Linked DNA regions of Drosophila melanogaster: region 1 is linked to region 2. Evidence: chromatin contacts called from public HiChIP or PLAC-seq data. All regions are on one chromosome and are shown on one strand. The core of a region is the stretch at or near the end of the contact, and the rest is flanking DNA. Distances in the headings are between cores, read along the strand shown.

Region 1 (5,574 bases), core at 275-2,774, 200 kb after region 2:
TACTGTAGATGATCAAATCCTCCGCCAATCGGGACAGATGCAGGCTCACCATAGAGCAGCAGTAGATGAAGTCAACTAGAAGGTTGATAAGGACCAAATTCTAATTAAAGAATATATATCAAAGCATATGTATAAAAGGTACAAGTTCCATTGCAAGGCAATTTAATTATTTAAAAAAAAAAAATGTTTTCATAAAACAATATTCTGTTTTGTAGGAAAAAAACCAAAAACCAAAATGTGTAATCAACTTTCCTTCTATTGTTTAATCTGGGCAATTAAAAGAGCCCCACTTATCAGTGTCTCCCCTGAATAATCAAAAATGGAGCGGTACGCTGATAAGAAATCAATGGAAGCAAAATCCATTATCAACGACTTTGAAATGACTTAAGTGGGCGTTTCTCCCACCAGGCGACTCACCTACAAAATCTCGATCTCCCACGGCGTGCATGCTGTTGGCTGTGACACCCGAGAATCCCAGCCTCTCGGCCAGCCACAAACGATCGATGCCAAGGGGATTTCCCGCCAGAGCGCCACTTCCAAGGGGCAGGACATTCGCCCGATCCCTTAGCTCCAACAGCCGCTGGCCATCTTCCCTTAATGCAAACGCGTGCGAGAGCAGCCAGTGGGAGAACTGAACGGTCTGGGCCCGCTGCAGATGCGTGTATCCTGGCATGAGGACGCCCAGGTGGAGTTCCGCCTGCCTGGTGGCAGTTTCAATGATGCCACTCAGCCGGCCCAAGGTCTCACGAATGGCCTTGCGAAGCCATAGCTTCATGTCCGTGACCACCTGGTCATTTCTGCTTCTGCCCGTGTGAAGCCGCTGGCCCAGTTCGCCGGTAATCTCCACCAGCAATCGCTCGTTCACCGTGTGCACATCCTCGTCACCGGGTAGAATCTTCACAGTTCCCTCGATCCAATCGAATCGCAACAGCTCCAGATTCTTTACCAACTTATCCGCCTCGGCTGAGTTGATGAGACCAGCTCGATGGAGTGCCTCTGCATACGCCTTGCTGGCGTCCAAATCATCCGCATAGAGGCGAGAATCGTAGGGCAGGCTGTTATTCAGCGAATGGAGAGCCTCATGCGGCCCCTCGGTGAACCTACCACCCCACATCTTATAACAGCTCTCGGGGATCTGGGTCATGATGGATCCGATTGGCGTAACAGTTGTTTGACTACTGGGGCTGCTCGCAGATACTTCACTGTGTCGTACAACCATGTTATCTTTAAAACAAAAGTTGCTCATTTTTAAATGATTGGGGCACGCCAAAAGTGAGATTCTCTCAGTGGGAACAGTAGTTTCAATGAAAATGTTGTAAATACTTTAGGTAAAAAGTGAAAGTAAAGTTAAAAAATAACCAGTTATTTACAGATTGCTTCAATTCAAATAAATATGGATTATGTACTATTTGTCAACTAATACAAAGCTATAAAATCTAGGTCAATACGGAGTTTAAATTTTTCGAAAAATTTCAAAGCAATATGACCACTGTTCCCTGTTCTCTCGTACAGAATGTACTACAATTCTGCTCGCTGTTATATGATTTTTTATTTTTAATTGACTTGGGCTAAAAATGAGCAAACAGGCCCTCAACGTCGGAGTCATATAGCCGCTTATCAACCAAGATTAAAATCGCTGGAGTGTGTGTAGCCTCTGACGCTTGTTGCCGCATAAACCTCGGATAGTTCCGCTGTGATGATGACGGCGACGATGACACCAGCTCTTACGAGGATAGATCCTCTAGGAAAAGCTTATTTAGTTCACAGCACAGTCGATGCAGGGGCAGACCCATGACACAGTAAAAGTCCCCATCGATTCGGTGGATGAGCGCGCCTGCAGGTCCTTGAACGCCATAAGCACCAGCTTTATCTCTGCAATTTTAAAGTCAAAACTAATGGTCATTATATCTTCCATATTAGCTGCTTACAGGGGATCTCCAGAGTCCACATAGCTCTGAATTTGTTCTGGCAGCAGATCGCCAAAGTATACGTCCGCTGTGTCCGTAAATTTTCGAATACCGTTGGCATGTTTCAGGACAACGCCGGTAAAAACGCGATTGGAGGTTCCAGAGAGACTACAAGAAAATTAAAAATAGAAATATAGCAAGAACTTATTCCTCCAACTACCTGATTACAAAAAACTATTGTATAACAATTCCTCTGTCAGTATGTATATATCCAAGGAATCATTAATGTTAATAGTTCTGACCTAGGATATATAATAATGTAAATGGAAAGGCCATTACTTGGTTAGCATGCGTATAGCATCCGCAGGATCCTTGGGTTTTCCATAGATCTCCTTTCCCAAGGTGACCATCGTATCTGCGGCTATGACAATTAGATTTTTAGAGTCCCCCGTGGACCTCAATCTCGAGTAGACCTCCTCGGCTTTTCCCAGAGCAGTGGCTTCAATATAATCCGAGAACTCCTTAAAGTCCTCCAAGTTTAAATTCTCCTCAAAAGTCGAAGGACACAATTCGGCATTTAGTCCCTTAAAAAAGGTAATCGGTTATGTCTTGGATGGATTTCGAGATCTGATGTAACCTACCAACATCTTGACCAGTTCCTGTCGCCGTGGAGAGCCGCTGGCTAAGACTATGCGATAATTCCCTAATAAGTGCTTAATTGGCGCCAACATTATTACTTATTTTATTTACAAACAAAACATGTGTTATAGAGATGGGAGGTGAAACGATAACTAACGATAAGCCGATAGACGATAACACACCAAATAGCTGAGACATGCACCGATATTATTATCTTGACGGCGCAAATGAATCGATGGCTCTAAGTTGCAGTGTACTTCAAATTTCAAATTTTGCTGGTTACAATAAGAAACTTGCTTGCGTTAAAATTTATTCAGACATTAAAAATACATTGTAATTAATTTTCATTTTATTCAATACATGTAGAAGATTAAGATCTATAATACGCAATAATCTCAATCACAAAAGAGATTAAATATACAACTACATATGTATAGGATTTACTTAGGCGACTCATAAACACGTAATGGCCAACTTAGTGACGGAAAACCAGAATTCAATAGTAAATGCGCCCTATTAGTGATGACTTTATAATTGTACAACCTAGACTTAATTACATACTACAGTAACATAACTAAATTATAACTAGTTTTGGTATTTGTACAAAAGGGAAGAGCTCCGCAGTGGAGCCCAAACGAAACCTTTTCGGGATGTGAAGAAATGGACCGAGGACATAAAGTTGTTTTATGGAAGTGGTAATGGCATTGCTAGGATAGCTTGTAGCGATTCATCGTGTTGGATTACACAATTATCTATTGATATATACAAAAGCTATATGTACATTAGGTGTCTACCCGTGTGTCTCTATTATTGCGTCTTTGTCTCGGCGGATCTCTTGGAGACCCCATCACTTGTGCTTTCCGTCGCCTGCTCCTTGATCTCCGGCATCAGTTCGCCCACGGCTAGCTTATTCGGCAACGCATCGGGTGTGTTTATGATCCCGTACGGTCTCAGATGGTAGATCAGATAATCCAGCACATACATTTGATTGGGGGAGACGTAGTGGAACGATATGGCGTTGTCCGAGCAGCAGTCAAGTCCCTGAAAGAGTTAATATTAGTTTTAACGGATGTTATAAGACATTTCTTAAATAATTCTGTTCTTACCTCATCCGTCTTGTAGAAGATATACTGCCAGTACCAGAACTTCTTGTCCGTGTGCGATGGAATCAGATGGTGCTCGGGCACAAATGGAAAGAAGCGACCCCGACCGTTTGAGTCTCGCGAGTCCCCAGCGAGCACGTTTACATTCTGCAGACATTTGCCAATCTCCACGTCCTCAGCACCCGAGTTATCCGACTTGCACAGCTTCGGATTGGGCAGGGCTTCGACCACAAAGCGACGCACAGCCTCCCGGCTGAGAACGTAGCCGGCACCGCCGGACATGTAGCCTTGTTTCACGTACGGCTTGAACTTGCAGCCGAAGTAGACTGGAGTTTCCGGACTGTACGGATACAGCATGTATCGCATGTTCTCCACTATCGTGTATGTGTCATCGTCAGCCTTCAGGAACCAGTCGGCGTCGTTGATGTGATGCTCGTAGATGTATTTGTAGGCCTCCTTCGTCTTGCCCCATAGGTTGTTGCGACCCTCGCCTACGGGCAGAGCCACTGCGTCCAGCTCGTCGTCCTTGGCGGAGCTCATAAAGATCAGCTTGTTGCAACGCTTGCCCCAGGTGCGCTTCACGTGGCGCGCCTTCTTCTGATGGTTGCTCGGATTGGTCATGATCCAGCAGAGCACACGCACCTCGCTGTACAGTCGCTCCGCAATGGTCGAGTTCTCGTGCACGTGCTCGTGTCCACCCACGTCCTGTTCCGGTCCGGACATCTCCATCATGTCGTGGCTGTGATGTGCATCGTTCACGTCGCCGTGCCGATGGCCATCGTATGGCATGAATTCACTTCGCTCCGGCGTGGAGTAGACGAACAGCTCCGCCAGGCAGAAGCCCACGATCAGGCCCACAATCAGGGACACAAATGATCGCTTGTTTGAGCGACCTGCGAAGAATGTAGACTGAATTAATATGGATGTTCATTCACATATGTTATTAAGTTAATATGGTGTCTAAAGATATGCTACACTGTTTTTCTACGAAGCTGCCATATTAGAACATACTTGAGACACCTTTTAAGATGGCTAAACGCTATAAGTAAAGATACACATTTGAAATACATTCGAGCATATATCTTTATATATTATTATATCTTTATTAGTTGGTGCACCTTTACTCACCTTCATTGAGTATGGACCTTCCTAGCAGACTGTTGGCAGTCATTTGGCTTTTGTTTTGAGTTTGCTGGCTTGTGTGTGGAAGGAACTTTCAGGATCCGTTTGTGAGGACTGGCAGCTTCTTTGGTTGCGTTTCTTCGTTGCGGGGGGAATTCCGTTGCGAGCTTCTCCTTACATTTTCTGCAATAGAGTCCGAGAGCAAATCGCCAGCAAATTAGCCACGTGTATGTATTTTTAGAACGAATCGTTGCGTTTTTCGGAACGCATCTGCACTCGGTCATTTGTGTCAACTATCTGAGCATGGAGTTGGCTGTTTCGGCTCGGATTGGCTCGCCTCCGCATGGTTAACTCGAACTGTGTTAATCTCATGCAAAACGTGACAATTGCCGCCGCTCGGAGTTGCATTCTGCAACTGCAGCAACATTGCTGATAAATATTTATTTCAGAAAACATTTCAATTTTTCTATATTTGCTCGTTTTAAGTTTTGCACGTGTCTGTTTTTTCGCGTTCTTTCCTTCCGAGATTACTGCACTACGTTGCCTTTTCGCCGTACGTAAACATTGCAAAAAGAAAAGGCAGAAAAATCAAGAGTCTGCGCAAAGAATATTTTGCTTTTTTCGAGTTTGTGTCATAAAACTAGCGGACAACATAGAGAATCTCATGGGATTTTGGACACTAAGTATTTTGCCTATTCTGTGGCAAAGTGCAAATAGAAACGCAATTAAACTTTTGACACCGTAATAAAGATAACTTTTTCGTCATGGGTTTCTTTTAGTTTCAGAGTTTTGTTTAGTTAGCA
Region 2 (5,087 bases), core at 1,761-4,260:
AAATGGGATAACATATTGTTGATACTTTTATACTTGACACACAAAACACAACAGAAGATGCAGATAAGAAAGTGATTCCTAGTTGTGATTGTTTCTATTTTCCTAACATCTTTAGTTGGGAAAAACAAAATTACTGCATAATTACAATATAGTTTGTAGTAATCAAATATTTGCTATTGGATAACTTGTCATTTCAGAAGAATTAGATAAGATAACAAAATACAAAACAATAATATTTGTACTTCAAATGGAAAACAATTTGGACTTTGTTAATTTGTGGATAAGGTTAAAGGAATGCAACAAGTGTAAATTATGTCCAATCCAATTGATATTTTAAATACATTGAAAGTAAGTATTGCGAATTTTATATATTTTTACTAAGTATTCAAAACATCCATATACTGTGAAATATTTTCGAAACGAATCATGTAGCTTAAATGGAAATAATTGACTTAAACAATGTGTTCGATTAGTCAGTCAATTGCTGTCCCACTTTTCAGACAGATTTTCCCATCCTCTAACCAAAGAAAATCTAGAACTCACCTCACCCACGAATTTTTGTTGTTTGATTGGCAACCGATTGTCGGTTGATTGACAAACTGTTTGAATGTGTGCGAGGAGGGGCAGTGACTTTACGATGACATGGCTAACGACTATTGTATACCCTTGAAACGTAACCTTCTTGCTTCTTAAGCTAATACTATTTAATAATAGCAATTGATTTAGAGAGCATTTTACCTTCGGCTTCAGTTTGAGGAAATTTTATTTATGTTTCTGCCAGCTGATAAGCGGCTGTCGATTGTTTTTTAGGCGCTAACATACGGACAACAATTCAATCAAGTATCCATCACAAACACACGCATTGACAGCCGTGCCCAGATAAGCAAATGGTTGGATAACAAAGGCCTACACAGATAATACCAATCGCAAACACAGGGAAGCATTCGGGTTTGTTTGTATGCGTGAATATTTGCTATAAAGTCGAAAGAAAAAAAGTTTATCGCACGCAAACAAAAACGACCTTCGGTAATGATGCCTTTGTATTTACCTAGCCATATTAATGTCGCGTCGGTTTCTTATTGCCAATTTGCCATTTTAAGGTACAAGTATATTTTCGAAAGCATACACGTTAAGATTCCGTTCTTCTCTTCCTGGGTTTTTATGTGCAACTGCTGCTGCATGATTGTAAATATTTTGGGATTTCATTTTATTTTTCCCTGGCACGCTTATTCATTTCCCGCCTGTTTACATTTTAATTGCTCGGTCAGCACTGGCGTTAAAATTTTTAAATCAAGAAGATCACAAAAGCGTTTTCCCTCGCATTCTCAACATTTGTATCTCTCTTTTTTTCGGTCAGCAAAGTACACCGCATATAGAGTGCCCTACAAAATCTGAGTACTAGTTAAATATTTATTCCAGTGAAATAGACTGATAAAAGGCCAAACAATTAATCTTAATACGCAGAAGTACCGTTCAAGATTGTGGAAAATTTCGAAAATTTTATACGGTGCTCTTAAAACATTCTGAAACAAACTGAAACAAGCGACCTAAAACTTATTTTTAAGTGTATTTATGTTTATAAGCCAAAATAAAATCCTACAAGTTTAAAACATTTTTATTGCTTAGATAATTTATTTACCAAAAAGTTATCACGAATGCAAATATACCTGTGCTGCAGTTACTGCTTCTCCGTAATTGCTTTCTGTTTTGTATAACAACAATAATATTTATTTCATAATATTTACTTTATTTTCCAAACAGTGCATTGTTATTTGGCCGGTAATGTTTACTAATTTGCGTGCTGTTGTCATTGCAAAAAATGTACCAACATGTTACATCTTTGTGCACTTTTGTTTCCGGCTTTGTGACAATTGAGTGCATAAACTTAATTACTGTCAAGATGTCACAACAGCAAGGCAATTGGATGATCGAGTGATATACTATTTGTTTTCAGAGATATAAGGAAACACTATGAAGACTCATTTCATGCTTTATGTGTTCGGGAAATAAAGTTCTTGAACATTTCATGTATACAACACTATTAATTATAGTATTCTCAATTATTCTCTTTTGATTTGTACGTTGTTTACTGCTGGCAGTTTTTTTTTTAAATTTCTTTAAAAATTACGTTTTTTTTTTACCATTCACAACTTTGGCCTCCAACTTAGTGTTTACTCCTTTTCTTGAAAAATGAGGCTAAGAAAGCCTGGGAAAATTACCTACACATCAACAAAGTGTAAACAATGATTTTTGTGAAAATAGACCAAGTTTTTTAACTCGCACACAAAAGCACGGAAATTGGCGAAAGAAACGAATTCAACTAACGGACGAAAAAGCTTAGGTCATTGACCAAAAAAAGAAATAACATTGCAAAGAGCGCTAGACTGCTCAGCTCTCTCTTACTATTTCTCTTTATAGTTCGAACACGTTTTCCAAGTAAAAATCCAACGACGCCACTTTTACCTGCGTTTGTGTGTGTGTGTGCATAGGTGAGTGAGCTCCCCACTCACCTATGCACACACACACGCGAGCGGTACAAAACCATTCTGTTATTTTCCTTGTTTACAAAAGCAACAAAACCAAATTGTTGTTATTGCTTTTGTATTGCTACCAAAGAGGCGCGCTTACGTCATTCATAATATTAAAGCGCAAAGAGAGAGTCTAGAACTACAACAACAGCAATAAGAGCACGAAAGCAATCTGGCACATGCTGTTTTTGTTGGGACTGAAATTACCTGAGGAATAATTTAACCATTTTGTGCATTTTGCGCTCTCTTCTCGACTATTTTGTTTAATCAATTCTTTACGGCAGCTCCATTGTTTTCAGACCGCACTCTCATTTGCGTGGAGCCGATTCACTTGGCACGTTTTAGAAAAAAACAAAACATCCTTTGGTTTATTACTCAGCAAGCATTTGGTTCACTGTTGTCACATTTTAAACAATTAGTTTATTGTATTTGCATTAGGAAACTGTTGGGTTCTCTTTAGATTTCTAAATTCGTCTCTGGTGTGACCAGCTGGTGGAACGGCGAAAATACTATCGAGTATTTGGTAACACTAATGCTTGTACAGAATGTTAACATTTGTGAGTGAATTTTGTAAGTTGGTTAACACCACGTAAAAACTGTGAAACTTATTTAATTAATATATATTATATATTAAAGCATGCTGTCTTTGCAGCAGTGCTGATATCTTTTATAAAAAAACAACTTAAGATGAAAAAGAGGTAAAATATATTGTAAGAGTTCACATTTTCGGTACCTGATTGTTTCCATATACACTTGGGTAAATAAGTACAAAATTCATTTGTCGAGAAAAAGTTACATTGGCACCATTGTATAACAGTTCAAAGTTAATGATGTTTGATGCTGCCAATGTAAATTCTTCAGATAACGAGCCTTGCCATCTTAATAGATTAGGAATACAAGCGTTGCCACCAAAATTTTAACGAACGTATACTCAGTTGTATTCGATGGTTGTTGTCTTGGGTGCATGTAAAAATTAGCAGAAGAGCACTTTTTTGTGTTAAAATTAACATTTCAATAACATTGTAAAATTCTGTTAGGTAACAGTATCACAAATTTAAATCTATGTTATATTTGCTCTGATCTAACTTTTGCAAATTATTCAAGATTATTTTAAAATCCTGACATCGTGGGTATATCTGCATTATTATTAATGAAATGTTGTATTAACAAAATACGGAATGTGGAAATTAGAAAATTTTTTCTTTAAGATAATAGAAAAATTAGTAAAATCTTAATGTTCCCTTTTTAAATGAAAAATGTCTTTTCGAATAGTTCTTATTTACTAAATGTATATAATTTTGATTTGGAAGTGCCACTTCCAAGTGATATCAAGAATTAAGTGCTTGTGGCTAGTCATATCTGAGAAAGTGCATGAAGACTTGTAATACTTTGCCGCCTCTGCTGATTTAAGTATATTTTTAAAAGACAATTAAATGATTTGCCTGCAAGTGTTGCAGTAATGAATGGACCCAGAAGTGTTTGCTTCTTAATTGGCAATTTCCTAATGGCGAAATGCGTTTTGCACCTACTTTAAATGCCACCTTGGCGTATTGTTTTGGCTTAATTTAAATTACCTGTTTGAGTAATGAACAGTCTCAGCCACGGGCTGCAACAATAATAACGCGACTCTCAACTCATTATGCATTGTTTATTGCCACTCAAAGTAGCATTTTCACCCTCTTTCCAGCATTTTCCGAGCACTGCAGCATTACTCTTAATGCATGTGCAACAATAGGAAACTCCACTTCCACTTTTCTTCGCCCACCAACTCTTCTTGTGCACTGATATTTGGCTTTTCGCAGAAACAGTCGGAAAAACAGCAGCCTTTTCCTTAACATTTTCTTGTAAATAAATATCTATTAATAAGAAACTTACATAAATCATTTAAAAGGTGTGTATATATAAAACTATAAATTAAGAATTCGCTATTTATAAATAATTATGAATTGAATAAGTAAATCCCTTAAAATCATTTTGCTAGCAAAAATAGCAATTCAGTTATTGAATGGCCCCATTTTCATCTAAACTGGGATTTTCCCGATAGCTTTTCCTCGCAGCAGTAGGATCAGTGCAGTCACCGGATTTATATTGGCACATCCAGGTGTTCCTGGATGGCAAGTCAAGTCTGGCACTTCATTATGCACATTAAGATACAAGTTCTTTTCGCACTGACGAGGTGGTATCTTAACTTAATTTAACCAACTAGGGGCCAGCGGGCGGTCCTCTGAGGGGGCGGGTTTTCCGTGTGTGCCGCTAATGGGCTTAATAAAAAATGCAACATTTTGATTTAATTTAATTGAAATTCACGCCACTCGAGCAACTCCATTAGGCAGAAACGTGTCCGACGTCAAGGATGCAGATGATGGCAGCGTCGAGGAAATCAAATTACCCAGCGGCAGTGGTTCTAGTGTGCGAAGAGGGAGGCGGGGGTGGTATGCCGCAGGGGGCGGGACTGTGGGCGTGGCCGTTGCCGTGGCTTGTAGCAACTCAAATAAATATTGTCAAAACACTTGTCAAATGGCTAAACAATGGAGCTGGGACGTGGTCAGAGCACGGTGC

What was found. HiChIP or PLAC-seq counts read pairs in DNA pulled down with a chosen protein or histone mark.
Region 1: a CP190 HiChIP or PLAC-seq map of the Kc167 cell line shows a contact between it and region 2, with 9 times the contacts expected there. The contact joins the promoter of Argl here to the promoter of raw in region 2. A contact is called at or near these places in 2 of 107 Hi-C or Micro-C datasets (the Kc167 cell line and the S2 cell line) and 2 of 6 datasets of contacts at active chromatin or transcription factors (both in the Kc167 cell line).

The regions. Positions count from the first base shown.
Region 1 is chr2L:8,940,581-8,946,154 of dm6, forward strand. Argl (Argininosuccinate lyase) reads right to left here and starts at 1,525. Exons shown (of 3, transcript NM_135413.3): 1 at 418-1,525; 2 at 1-75. The coding sequence starts at 1,144. CG9515 reads right to left here and starts at 2,677. Exons shown (of 4, transcript NM_001298840.1): 1 at 2,549-2,677; 2 at 2,247-2,491; 3 at 1,929-2,075; 4 at 1,365-1,872. The coding sequence starts at 2,638. The coding sequence ends at 1,725. C1GalTA (Core 1 Galactosyltransferase A) reads right to left here. Exons shown (of 4, transcript NM_164840.2): 2 at 4,778-4,954; 3 at 3,653-4,542; 4 at 2,875-3,587. The coding sequence starts at 4,820. The coding sequence ends at 3,354.
Region 2 is chr2L:8,737,650-8,742,736 of dm6, forward strand. raw (raw,) reads right to left here and starts at 3,011. Exons shown (of 9, transcript NM_080050.3): 1 at 2,736-3,011. The coding sequence starts at 2,764.